Regions from separate parts of the Mus musculus genome. Here regions 2, 3 and 4 are each linked to region 1. The links are chromatin contacts, called in public HiChIP or PLAC-seq and promoter capture Hi-C maps. All regions are on one chromosome and are shown on one strand. The core of a region is the stretch at or near the end of the contact, and the rest is flanking DNA. Distances in the headings are between cores, read along the strand shown.

Region 1 (3,213 bases), core at 365-2,864:
CCATTCCTGCCACAATGCCTTCCTTGACGCAGTGGAATAGAGTGAACCAAAAGCCAAGGTAAGCCATTTGTCCTATAGTTTGCTCTTCTCAGGGGATGGATCACATCATGGAGAGAAGCAGTGCAGGGTCTTATAAGCTATTGAGAAGACTTTGGCTTTCTCCATGATGAGAAACTACTGCAGCATCTAGGGGGTGAGTGACATGATCCAGTTGTAGGGTTTTTTTTTGTTTGTTTGTTTGTTTGTTTGTTTTTTACATCACTCTGGTTGCTGCGAGAATCAGTTGTCCTTTGACCTCCTTTGATCCTACCATGGGCTCCTCCTCCTCCTTCTTCAATATATTTATTTTCTGTATCTATGAGTACACTGTAGCTCTGACACACCAGAAGAGGCACTGGATTCCATTACAGATGGTTGTGAGTCACCTTGTGGTTGCTGGGAATTGAACTCAAGACCTCTGGAACAGCAGTCAGTACTCTTAGCCACTGAGCCATCTCTCCAGCCCAAGGACACATGTTCTTATAAATAAATTTAAATTTAAAAATAGTATATCAAATGACCTGTGTAGTTCAGTTGTGGAGGGTTTGCATGAGACCCTGGATTCAACCTTCAGCACTGTGGAAGAGAGATGAAAAAAACATCACTATTAGCTGAGAATGTGAAAATAGCACTTTGGGAAAAAGACTTCATCTGCTAAAGATAATAGATCAAGAAAATGTGACTAAATAGTAAGAATTATTAAATCTTGGGGATAGATTCAATGACGTTCATTAGACTGTGTTCTGTGTTGTGAATTTGCCCTAATAAAATTTTAAAGGGATAAACCCAATGCTTTTTATTATTACATTTATTTATTTACTTACTTTATTTATTGTGCATGTGTAGGGCTATAATAAAGAAGTGCAGTAAAACATGTTGCAGCACTGGGGCAGTTGATAGAGTGCTTGCCTAAGCATGTGGTCCTGTTTTCATCCCAACATTGCAAAAGTCAGGCATAATGGCGCTTATCTGTAGCCGAAGCACTAGTGAGGTGGAGGCAGGTTCGTAAGTTCTAGGTCATCTTCGGCTACACCGCAAATTAGAGAGCAGCCTAGGTTCCATGGGACCCTGCCTCAAAAGCAAATAAAGACAATCTCTATACATGTTTCTTTTTTTCTGCGAGCAGCGATCGTGTATCTTCTCTGCAACTCCACTAGTTAATGTTGCACACTGCTCCCCGGGATTCTGATTTCAGGGGTATGAGGTAACGTCTGGGCGCTGAGGTGTTTTTTTTTTTTTTTTTTTTTTTTTTTTAAAGTGCTCCAGGTGTTTTAACATGCAAAATTGACAGGCTCCTTTGGGAAACGTTCTCCTTTCTTCACATAAGATCCGTCTGCGCTCTGGCGTGGGCTCTCCATGGTGGGTTCAGGGAGCCAAGCTTCTTCCACACTGCAAACGCTCAGGCGTCTCCCGGACAACCGGAGGGATGGAATGCTAACAAGGCTGCCGGCGCTCTGCCACTCACTCAGCATTCTATGGTACTTTGGAGTCCACTCTAGCAAATTAAGGTCGGTTTCTCTATGGTAGCCGGTTTCCCAGCGCAGCCTGGTCGGCGTTTTCTTCCGGATCAAAGAAGAGGCTAGACTTCCTTCCGGAAGTGACCCACGTGCTTCTTATTTCGCCTGCCTTGGTACCCGGTAACTTTTTACTATTGACCCGAAGTTGGGGACGTTGCGGGAGCTGTGACCTGCCCCAGGCCGTGGTGAGTGGGCCGTGGTGTCTGATACCCAGGGTAACCCTGATTCCTGATTATGCCATTGCCGTGACAGAGGCTCAGCCTTTAGACCCACCCCGGGAACCTAGGCTGTGGTTAGGGTCACATTCTCGGGGCTGCATGGGTTCAGACCCACGGTTTTGTGTGTTCCGTCCCAACTGTCAATCCTCTGGCTCTAGGAGTGATCTCGAGGTACTAAGAGGGCTCGGTTTCCATCCCCGAGCCCCATGACATCGCGAGTGACCTTGAGCTGGACACTGTCCTCTTTAAGGGCCTCATCTCCACTTCTGTTAAGAGGGCTGATTACGTTTACTGAGCGGGGTATTGGTCCCCGCTGGTCTGAAACACTGTAATTCCTCGCGCCCTCCAGCCCCCCCGGGGGGGTGGTACTAGGGTGAACCGGGAGGGATCGATGCTGACTGATCATGTCCGCTCCTAGGACTAAAGACCAGGAGGCTATTCTCTCCACGGTGCTAAGTTGACATGGATCCGCTCAGAGCCCAGCAGCTGGCTGCGGAGCTGGAGGTGGAGATGATGGCTGACATGTACAACAGGTAAAGAGAAGCACTCGGCTTCACCTTGTCTAGGAAAACTCGCCCTAGTCACCCCTAGCCCGACAGAGTGAAGCACTTGTAACGAATGCTTTCGATAAGGTAGTGGAGCCAAGTCCCGCCCTCCTAATCCCGCCCCACCCTCACCGCGTGCTTCGCTGAAGTAAATACAGGTCACTGGAAGGACTTGGTTGGCTATTTGGAGGGAATAAAAGGGGTGTATGATGGAGAATCTCCTGCCCAGGCTCTGCTGAGTATCAAGAACATATAAGCACTTTCTCTTCTCTTCTCTTCTCTTCTCTTCTCTTCTCTTCTCTTCTCTTCTCTTCTCTTCTCTTCTCTTCTCTTCTCTTCTCTCCTCGTTTCCATCTTTCTTTCTCCTTAGATAGCCCATTTACCCTTGTTTATGTAGTTTATGTATTTTGTGTTTGTTTATGAATGCCAACATGCATGCCATAGCGCCACACATGTGGAGGTCAGAGGGCAGCTTAATAGGATCTCATCTTGGATTGAACTCAAATCTTCTGGTTTGGCAGCAAGTGCCTTTGCCGCCTAAGCCTTCTGAACAGCCATTTAGTAATGAATAGTATTTAGTTGCTAATATTTATTAATGTTTTTCTTCCTTTTTGGGGGGGATGGAGTGGATGTTGTTTTGTTCTTGTTTTTCACGATGGGGCTTCTCTGTGTTGCCTTGGTTGTCAGCTTAATCTGTATAGACCAGGCTGGCCTCACTCTCAGAGATCCACCTGTCTCATTCTCTTGGGTGCTGGGATTAAAGGTGTGCACACTCGGCCTAAATTATACTTTAACTCTGTGTTAGGCATTTGCAAAGCATTTTATATATATTATCACTTTAAATTTATTTATTTGTTTGTTTACTTGTTTTCTGTGTATGGATGTTTTGCTTGC
Region 2 (3,213 bases), core at 490-2,989, 370 kb after region 1:
TTCCTCTTGTGCTGTGTCTGACAGGTGGGTGGGGCAGGGGAGGATGTGAGGGGGATGAAAGGTGCCCTTTAAAGGTCCTGGCACTTCATCTAAGAAAACTTAAGCCCTGTCCTAGGTCTGGGACTGATTAGGAAGTCAGAACGGCACCTTGATCTCCAACATTCAAGGTCCCAGAGGCCATTTCTCCTGGTGGCCCAGTGGGCATGAGTTCACAAGAGACCTGGGGCCAGAGATTTAGGATGGGGGAGAAGTATGTTCCCATGGGTCTCCTAGAAGCCTGAACATTCAGTCTCAGTGGTCTCTGGATTCTCAAGGGATGCTCTTTGCTTCCCAGAGAGGGGTGAGTCCCAAGTGACACCCACTGTCTGGACCACGAAATGTGGAAAACACCATGAGTCTGGAGGCACAGGTAAGGGTCAGTTACAAAAGCATTATCTATGTCTTCAAGCTGTCACCATGCTCAGCTGTGCACTCAGCAGGCGGAGGCAGAAGTCACTCTGTCAACAAGAAAAGCATTCAGGCAAAGAAATCTAGTGTCCTTACATCCCTGCCCCCTTGCCTTGCTCCTTTGTCTTCACTCCTCCTTACTTTACTCTTCTTTCTTCTTTGAACCTATCTGTTCCCAACCACAAAGTTCTTTGCTCACTATCTTTCAGATGAGGACCACAGTGAGCTCAGAAACCCAGTCTACACCCACCTACTAACCGCATCCATCTGACCTGAAATTCTTCTCCTAGGTTTCTGTCCGGAGTTGGGTGCATTTTCTTCTATTGCTCATAGCTCCACCCTCGTGAGCACCAAATACCCCACCCTGAAAAACTCCCCAAGAAAAACATGCATCTAAGCTCTGGCAGTTTGTACACCCCTCTTATCCACTTTTTCAGCCCCCCCCCATCTCTTTCTTACACACACACACACACACATACACACACACACACACACACACACACACACACACACACACACACACTCACACACACATACTTTCACTGTACCCCCTCCCAGCTTCTTTCTACACACATTCCCTACCCAAGTGTGCCCCGGCATCTTTTATACCACAGCACAGCCCTAACCCCAGCATCCTTTTATGTTCTACTCTCCAGCTCCCAGCCTCCTGCTTAAGCCCACACACATACTTGGTCTGGCAAAGAGATGGAGAACCTCATCCCACCCAGGGCCTCACCCCGCTGCTCATCCCTCACTCTCTGTGGCTTCAGCTTTTCTTTTACTCACCTGCTGTCCTCACTTGCCCCCACTACCCCCACCCCTTTATCCCGTCGTCGCTCGGTCATTTCCCCACCCAGTTCCCCACTGCTTCGTAGCTTCAGTCTCACCCATTGGGAAATCACCCCGGCACCCCCTTATACAGACTAATTTTTCTTAGCTTCGGGGTCTTCTGCTATACTCCCGCGGGCCCTCAGGAGACTACTCACTCTGTTCCAAGGACACAGACATCAATCTTACGCAGACGAACGGCTCTGCCTCCCTCATCCTGGAATCCCCCGCTCCTTTGCTTGCTAGCTTCCGAACAGATTGCCTATCCGGCTCTTCCCCTCCCCCGACTCTCCTCTTCCATGTCTCCTGCATCCCAGGCCAGCATCTTCTGCGGTTTCCTGTCCTGTGGTCCCTGTGCCCCTTCTTTTACGCTGAAAGGAAATTTGAGAGAGGATGCTTAGAAAGTTCACAGAATCTGAATGCCTCTTGGGAAACTCAGCTGGTGCCGAGGCTGCCTTGGTGTGTGGCTTCCGCCAGAGCCAGGTCTTCCCCTCCCTCCTCTCTCTCTCTGGCTCTCCCCCTCCCTCCATCCTTCTCTCCTCCTCTCTCTCTTTCACTCCCCTTTTTTTTCCTCGAGGGCCAGGTAATGACGTTTCACTGTCTCTTAGCAACTGCCTCCACATCTCTGAGCAACAGGGGGAACTGGCTATAGACCCCACCAAGATGAGAAAAGAGAATGAAGTACTCCTGGTGAATTTACAGCCACCCTCAGGGTCCTAGTGGGTAGGGCAAGGGGAAGAAAGGAGAGGAGGGTAGGCAGCCCCAGAACAGGGATTAGGGCAGAAGAGCAGGCAATGGAGAGAGGGCAAGAGGGCTCTCCAGGAAAGGATAGAGCATTGGTCTGAAATCTTAGATGGAACATGGAGAGTTTAAGTGCATCTCACTCCACAGGGATACAAGAGAAGGCATAAAATGGGGAGAGGAATGTAATGGGGATGGGGAAAAGCAAAATAGATGAGAGCAATGAAGGCAAGCATAATGATGGGCAGAGAAAAGAAACATGGTTGATTCTTAGTGTTTGTTTATCCGATGGGCAAATGTTTTCTATTTAGCTGCTTTATGACATCTGTGTCCAGGTTGGAGCACCAGGTGATTAGATGAAGCTTGCATATTAGAAAGAATTACAGGTGAATTATTTCCTCTGCTCCTTGTTTCTAAGCCCTTACCCCATGAGTTATCTGAGGCTAGGGGATTCAGCTGGAGTACCAATTGAGCTGAGAGCCCTTGGGATGCAAGGAAACAATTGCCTAGTTTAAATGAGGGTACCTGGACCACTACAGATTCTTGGTTATATCCTTAGGGAATGGAAGTGGCCAGTAAAAAGTATCATGGTCCTGGGTTGGGTAAAAGTCCCGCAGTACAAACACAAAACTGGGGTCTTGATCCTCAGTACTGTGTAGCTGCCTGGCACAGAGATCTTGACTCAGTGTGCAAGGTGGAGAGTTATTGAGACACCTCTGGCCTCCACATGCATGTGAACACATGTGTATGCACACATAAATGAACATGGATATGCATATATTTAATACACACACCCACACTTGCACGCGTGCGCACACACACACAGACACACACACAGACACACACACACACACACAGACACACACACACACACACACACAGATACACACACACACACACAGACACACACACACAGATACACACACACACACACACAGACACCCATGGTCAAAGAACACTATGCTTCTTTCTTCTTTCTAAGGGTTCTAGGAATCCCTTTTGTTGTTCTGTTCCCTTTAAGATTCTCATTCTATTGAGTTCAGATGAAAGTGAAATTCACACAATCTCTTTTCTTTTCTTCTCTCTCTCTCTCTCTTTCTTTCTTTTTTGTTCTTTTTTTGTTTTTTGTAGCCCTGGCTGTCCTGGAACTCACTTTGTAGACCAGGTTGGCCTCAAACTCAGAAATCTGCCTGCCTC
Region 3 (3,213 bases), core at 197-2,696, 310 kb before region 1:
CCAAAGAATAAATTAAAAATATTGTATAAGTCAAAGTTCCCATGTCCAAAGGAAACCCAATATTGACAAGATCAGGGAATGCCACAAGGAGTGGGGCATTGCTTGTTTCCACTCATCATGAGTTATTAGCAGATTTTAAGTGAATTAGTAATTTCTTGATTCTTCTCCCAAACACTAGACCTCACCGTCCTCTTAAAGGCAAAGCCTGTCAATGGCCAGGCAGAGGGATAGATGGGAGGATGAGAGATTTTTAAAAGATTACATCATGTTTTGCTTATGAATACCAAAATAAGAAGAAAGCTAGAAAAGAATGTGAAACCTTTCTCCTTAGGAGAAAAAAGAGCATGAATGTCTCATGAAATTTTTTATTATGCTTTGTTATAAATCAAAACTACCTCCACAGGATACAGAGATCTTTTCTGTCTCCCCAAGAAACAGTCAGTAAAGTTGTCATTACTCATTATTCCTTTCTTACAATGGATTTGTTTTGGGGGATGTGATACAAGTTTCTGCTTCAAGGTGGGTGTAGGGTCAAGAGCAGAGATTACTCACAGTGCCCGGCTCTGCTGAGTTACAAGAATAGCCTATTGTATTCCGCAGCCCCGGAGTCCTTATCTCTGCTTAAAGAGAACAGAAAATGTGCAACCTTGAAATACAGAGGCCCATTCACTTTTGTAGGTGAAACCAAAAGAGCCTTGTACTGTTTTAGAAATAAATGAAGTCCCAGTTGGCTAGCGGATACCAAGGGAAGACAACAGCCTATTGAAAGGTAAATTCATCCTTTGTACAAATAACCAAACTTGAATACCAAAACTAGTTCGGAACTCACACACCCATTTAAGATGACTCTAAGCTTGGTGTAGTATGTCTCATTCCTTCAGCTGAAAGGTCTAATTGTCTTTGAGACAGCCTATATCTATGATCCTAGAGCCCCGTGTTTTACGTTGTTTCCACTACAGTTCCCTCTCCAGACAGATCCACTCTTCCTGATTAGTGTAGCCTTCAATAAGAAAAGACAATCAATTCTCCGATTCATCACCTAGAATGAATCTCCTCTCTGGAGATTCTGGCTTTAATCATCTCCAGACCCTGCTCTTCCCCACGGCCCCGGCAGTCACAGCACTCCTTTGCTGCCGCATCTTTCCCTGTGGGTAACTTTGTGCTGGTTTGAACCTCTGGGAAAGTCAAATCTACAGGCATGCCTTTCCCCTTTAGAGACTGCCCCCAAAATAAATACAGAGATCTACTTTCCCTCTCAGCCTGCATTCCACAGGCTTTGCTTCTGTTTACACTCGGGAAACTGTTTCCGGGATTTGTCTGGAATAGGCCAGTGTTTGCTCCACGGTTTCAGTAGTCACCTTGTCTCCCTCACGTCAGATAGGCAGGTCAGTCTGGACTCTTAGGTTCTTGAGAGAGTGGAGTGGAAACTTGGCAGAGTACGTACCTGACCGTTGAAAAGAATTGAGACACACCAAACAAGGATGAAAGGGGAAAAGCTTAACGTATTCCACTGTGCCAGGTTAACCTTTGTTCATGGTTTGGCATGTGCCTTGTATGCCTTTCCTACTACGTATGAGGAGAGAAGGAAATGGGAGTGGTTCCAAGGCCAGCCAGGGCGACAATAAAGATAAACACCCGCACACGGCTCACAATTGGACTGTATAATGTGGCAGTGAATGGGGTCACTAGGGAAGAAGCGTGTGATGTCACAGCACAGGTGGGGATGCCAGGCCTTCAGAACGCGTTCATGGCTATGTCCATGGTGTACCCTCTGTCTTCTCTAAGTGCGCTGCCGATCTTTCTATGCCAGGCCTCCACCCCAGATCCCAAAGGCATTTCTTCACACAAACAAATCTCCCTCCTGGCAAGCCTTTGTTTTTACACAATAATTCCTCATGAGGTAGAAAACTAAAGAGGGGCTGGTCTCCTCCCTTTTCTTCTTGGGGTCGTCAGTTCTTTTTTGCTTTATTTTGTTTAATGTTTGTGAGTGTTTGCCTTTCATGCGTACATGCTCACTGTGACTGTGCCTGGTGCCTGCAGAGACCAGTAGAGGGTCCCCTGGAACTGTCTATATAGACAGTCCTGAACTACCATGTGGATGTTGGGAACCAAACTTGGGACCTCTTGCAAGAGCAGCAAGGGCTCTTACTTGCTGAGTTCTCTCTTCAGCTCCAAGTCACTTGTTCCTATTGGCCCTGCCAACTCCTTCACCTCTTGCCCTAAGAAACCCAAGAAAACCTAGGTGTAAAAGCAACTTAACTTTTATTCCCCTGTTATAGCTGTTGTCTGGGAGGCTTACTGCCTCCATCTGCTAATCTAGGCCTAGAATGGTTTCAGCCTCTGAGACTTGCTGCAGAGTAAGGTTCCCCTTTCTGGTTCTTTCTGAACTCTGGCTGGCTGGTTCAACTCAGCTGTTCTGGCTCAAACTCCCCTCCCAGCTGACTGATTTAAACTGGCTTCTCTCTTGGCCTTTGAATTGCCTCAAACTAACTTTTCTCATCATCTGTCTCCTTCTCATTCTCTGGTTCATTCTGTCTTTACCTGTGCCTAGCTTGTTCTCTGTAAAACTCTACCCTGCAAATCCGCCTCCTCCTCCCTCTCTGTACTGCGCCACTCCTCTCTCAACGCTACTGCTCTCCACCAACTCTACTGTATTCCTTCACTGTACTCTCTTCTTCCTCTACTGTCTCTCCCTTAAGTAGCTTCCTGTCTCGTGAAAGTCGGACCTACCTCCGCATTCTGTCAGATCTTTCTCTGATTCACTTTCAAACATGGGTGCTTCCTTCTACAAACTAGCTTGACTTTCATTGTTTGGGATCAAAGGTAAGTGCTAAGGGCTGAGCCACACCCTAACTAGAAACAGGTTCAAGTATCCTGTAACAGCCAGGGATCGGAGGAAGAAGAGTGTGAGAGGTTGATATTCTGAGCACTAGGCCAGAATTGGGTGGAAACAGGGAAGTGGAATCCAGCCAGAGAGCATACCTGGGCAGCCACAACAAAAGGGTGACATTAAAGACAGAACAGACAATTCTTGGGCTAAGGCTTAGGGAACACAGTGGATGAGGAGAAAAATCAGTTCCAAATGACTTAGGAACCCAGATGCCTCACCCTAGGTTTCCCACAAAAAGCAACAGCTGGGATAAGGCACGATGCTGCATATTAGATGGACAAATTGGTACAAATTGGGCTCCTTGTGTGTCATCAGGGAGAAGA
Region 4 (3,213 bases), core at 517-3,016, 280 kb before region 1:
TCAGAGGACAGTGTCAGATCCCCTGGAACTGGAGTTACAGATGTTTGTGAGCTACCATGTGTGTGCTGGGAATTGAACCTGGCTCCTCTCCCTTCGTGTATAACAAATGCCCCTCCTAACCACTGAGCTACCTCTCCAGCCCCGCAGGGCACATTTTACAATGCTGTAGTCCCAGTTTCTCTGAGGAACAGCAGTGAAGCTGCCACTCATCTGCTTGTGATGTGCTGCTGAGGCCTCAGCGACTGTCTCAGAGCTTCCACCACGCCTCACCACCGCTCTCCATTGCGAGTTCCTGCCGTTTTAGAATGCCTTCTACCGAAAGTCTTTATAGATTCACATCTCTAGAAAAACTAACTAGAGGAAACATGAGCCCCAGAGGGCCACATTTCCAGAACAGATAGACAGTAGCTAGGGCAACACCGGGCACATAGATCTCAGCACATACTTTTTGACAGAATCAAAAGAGCATTCCTCTTTTTTTGTAGAATGGACAATGTCTATGTAAGTTTAATGTGAGCTTTACCCTAAAACGTATGTAGAACAGAAATGTAAAGTTCTATTTTTCAGCCAGTACTCAGGAAGGAGAGGCACACGCCTGCTCACGTTTACCGCCTTCTCTATTTCTATCCAGTCTAGGAATGCAGGCAGGGAATAGTCCCATCTACAGTTGGTGGGTCTTTCCACAGCAATTAACAAATCAAGACACAGCCACAGACATGGCCACAGGCCAACCTGATCTAAGCACTCCCGCAATGAGACTCCCTTCTCAGGGGAGTCTAGATTTTGCCAAGTTGACAACTATCACAACTCCATGGCTGGCAACCTGCCACGTGAACGCATCACTTTTAAGCCGTAATTTTCTACCCTGTGTCCCAAAGTCTCATGTTTATTTGATAAAGTAAAATGCAATTGGGTTTTTAAAGTTCCCACAGTTTTCAAAAATCCCAACACTTAGCTGGGCAGCACATGCCTTCAATCCAAGCACTGGGGAGGCAGAGGCAGGTGGATCTCTGAGTTCAAGGCCAGCCTGGTCTACCATGCAAGTTCCAGGAAAGCCAGGGCTACACAGAACAACCTTGTCTCAAAATAATAACAAATAAATAATAAGTTCAAAATTTCTTAACTGTGAGCTCCTCCTATGAAGTGGAAGTAAGTTACATAGTTTCAACATACAGTGACACAGAAGAAACATTCCTATTTCAAAATGGAAAAATCTAGGCCATAGCAAGGAGTAACCAACCAAAACCAAAAATCCAACAGCGGAAGCCATATCCTGAAGCTGCATGGTTGGCAACAGAGACTTGTAGTCAAATGGACTCCGAAAGACTTGGGCCCCTGCAGCACTCCAAACCCTGGTGCCTGCAGCACATACAGCTTCTCTCTTAGGCTTCAGCTGACTCTCCTATGTACCCAACGCTTTCCTTGGTAGATGCCCCATTGTCCTGACACCTCCAGCATCCTGGAGACTCTGCTGTAGCTTAGCCTTCACTTTACAGCCTCTTGGCAGTGACTATATCCTTAACACCCCAAAATAAATTTTTAAAAAATTAAAACTGTATATTTTATTTATTTAAAGTGTGACTGTTATGGGATTTGAGTTTGTGAGCTTTGGGGCCCCAAGGAGAAAATTCTAGATTTTAAATTAGTTTATGAGAGACTGACTTTTCAAGGAACACCCCCACACTTCCTACCATATGCCTGCCCTAAGACAGCCAGTGTATCCTGGAGTGGTGAGTTAAGTTGTACATTCTCACGTAGGCAGGACCTTAGTCATTTCTCCCCAGGGCTGGAATGTGCTTCTCCCATCATTGTGTCAGCTGACAAACTGTGTGGTCATTCTGGCCCGGCATAAATATAACATCTTGTGGGAAACTTCAGACTCCACAGATCGAAATGCTCCATCCTTTGTACTTTGGTTTTCCTTTGTTAAAGAAAAAAAAAAAGTAGGGCAGGGATTACTTCAGTCTGTAGAATGCTTGCCTGGTATGTACAGAGCCCTGGGTTCTGTCCCGGGCACTGCAAAAACAGGACTTGGTGGCATACGCCTCCCAGCACTTGGAAGATAAGGGCTGGAGGATCCACAGAATAACTTCATCCTCAGCTACACAGTGAGTTTGAGGCTAGCCTGGGAGACATGGAACCTGGAAGGAAGAAGGAAGGAAGGAAGGAAGGAAGGAAGGAAGGAAGGAAGGAAGGAAGGAAGGAAGGAAGGAAGGAAAAGTAATCAGAAATCAAAGAGAACAGATATTTTTCACTTCTAAGCAGGAACTCCACAGAGTCTAAGAAAGTTTTAGATCTAAAGGTGCAGGAGGAGAAATGAGGTTGTTTTCTAACTGCCTCTTTCCTGAGTTAGCAGGACAAAGTCCCTGGGTGCTCCTGGCTGCCAGCATTTGTGTTTTAATCAGAGTTCTGGTAGATTTGTGCAGTATTCCTTCTGTATGCTGTCTGGTTCAAGATCATGGCATTTGGTTGCCTCTGTGGGCACCATACAGTGCTTGAGTCTCCATGGAGTCATCTCATTGGCTAGGCAGGCTAGTTCCTAACTTCATTTTCCAGCATCAGTGAGTGTTATGGTTTCTCCCACACCAGCAGGGGGCACCCTGTGTGTGTTTGTGTGTACAGTCACTAATCTCCCATCTTGGTCTCTCAGCCCCTGGTTCTAGCATGAAAAACTAGGATTAGTGCTTACCCTTGGGCTTATATGAGATAATCTAACCAAGTGCCTACTGTAGAGTCTCTCACAGAATAGATGCTCAGCAAATTACAGCCAAATAGTAAAGCACTAGGGTTAGCTCAGTGTGGTAGGGTGTTCTCTTGGGCAAGAAAGGCCCTGGGTTTGGTCTCCAGCACAACAAAGCAACCATCCAAACAAAGAGCTGGAATCTTTCTCTTGGAAACAGGGAGGCTGCCTCTAGATAAAGCCTAATAAAACTGCCACAAAGTTAGAGGGGTGAAAAACGATTCCTCAATTCCTCATAAGGAACTAACACTCTCTCATCATCACGTTGCACTGATGAGTGTTTTTCCCATGTTCCCATCTAGAAACACACACCCTCTCCTACCCATCATTCAATCCTTGGGACTGGCCCCATACAATCACACACCCTTAATAGGAGTGGACAGTACTTTTGAATATCATTTCATTGTACATTTTATTGTTACCTTCATTTAATGAAAATCACATAGCTGAGCAATTGTAACACTGAGACATCA

Evidence for each region. Promoter capture Hi-C pulls out the DNA fragments that hold promoters and counts their contacts. HiChIP or PLAC-seq counts read pairs in DNA pulled down with a chosen protein or histone mark.
Region 2: a promoter capture Hi-C map of hippocampal neurons shows a contact between it and region 1, with 2.3 times the contacts expected there. The contact joins the promoter of Lrrc55 here to the promoter of Timm10 in region 1. A contact is called at or near these places in 1 of 39 promoter capture datasets (hippocampal neurons) and 1 of 115 datasets of contacts at active chromatin or transcription factors (pancreatic cancer cells).
Region 3: a promoter capture Hi-C map of frontonasal cranial neural crest shows a contact between it and region 1, with 2.5 times the contacts expected there. The contact joins the enhancer-like site here to the promoter of Timm10 in region 1. A contact is called at or near these places in 4 of 39 promoter capture datasets (the C10 cell line, cranial neural crest, frontonasal cranial neural crest and 1 more) and 4 of 115 datasets of contacts at active chromatin or transcription factors (bone marrow-derived macrophages, embryonic stem cells and pancreatic cancer cells).
Region 4: a FOXA1 HiChIP or PLAC-seq map of pancreatic cancer cells shows a contact between it and region 1. The contact joins the enhancer-like site here to the promoter of Timm10 in region 1. A contact is called at or near these places in 1 of 39 promoter capture datasets (cranial neural crest) and 5 of 115 datasets of contacts at active chromatin or transcription factors (bone marrow-derived macrophages, embryonic stem cells and pancreatic cancer cells).

Annotation. Positions count from the first base shown.
Region 1 is chr2:84,825,407-84,828,619 of GRCm38.p6, forward strand. It overlaps Timm10 (translocase of inner mitochondrial membrane 10), which reads left to right and starts at 1,615. Exons shown (of 3, transcript NM_013899.2): 1 at 1,615-1,741; 2 at 2,193-2,307. The coding sequence starts at 2,237. It also overlaps a transcript of Smtnl1 not described here.
Region 2 is chr2:85,197,011-85,200,223 of GRCm38.p6, forward strand. Lrrc55 (leucine rich repeat containing 55) reads right to left here and starts at 1,740. Exons shown (of 3, transcript NM_001033346.4): 1 at 1,434-1,740; 2 at 1-497.
Region 3 is chr2:84,518,330-84,521,542 of GRCm38.p6, forward strand. No RefSeq gene overlaps it. Among named protein-coding and RNA genes, the nearest start is that of Gm13710, 13 kb to the left of the region's middle. RefSeq lists an enhancer at 1-2,474. Within about 2 kb of position 1,447, at least 108 of the 459 cell types and tissues checked have an H3K27ac peak or open chromatin away from gene starts, as enhancers often do. A contact at or near this core is called in embryonic stem cells and pancreatic cancer cells, where this site is marked.
Region 4 is chr2:84,548,060-84,551,272 of GRCm38.p6, forward strand. No RefSeq gene overlaps it. Among named protein-coding and RNA genes, the nearest start is that of Gm13710, 43 kb to the left of the region's middle. Within about 2 kb of position 1,767, at least 51 of the 459 cell types and tissues checked have an H3K27ac peak or open chromatin away from gene starts, as enhancers often do. A contact at or near this core is called in pancreatic cancer cells, where this site is marked.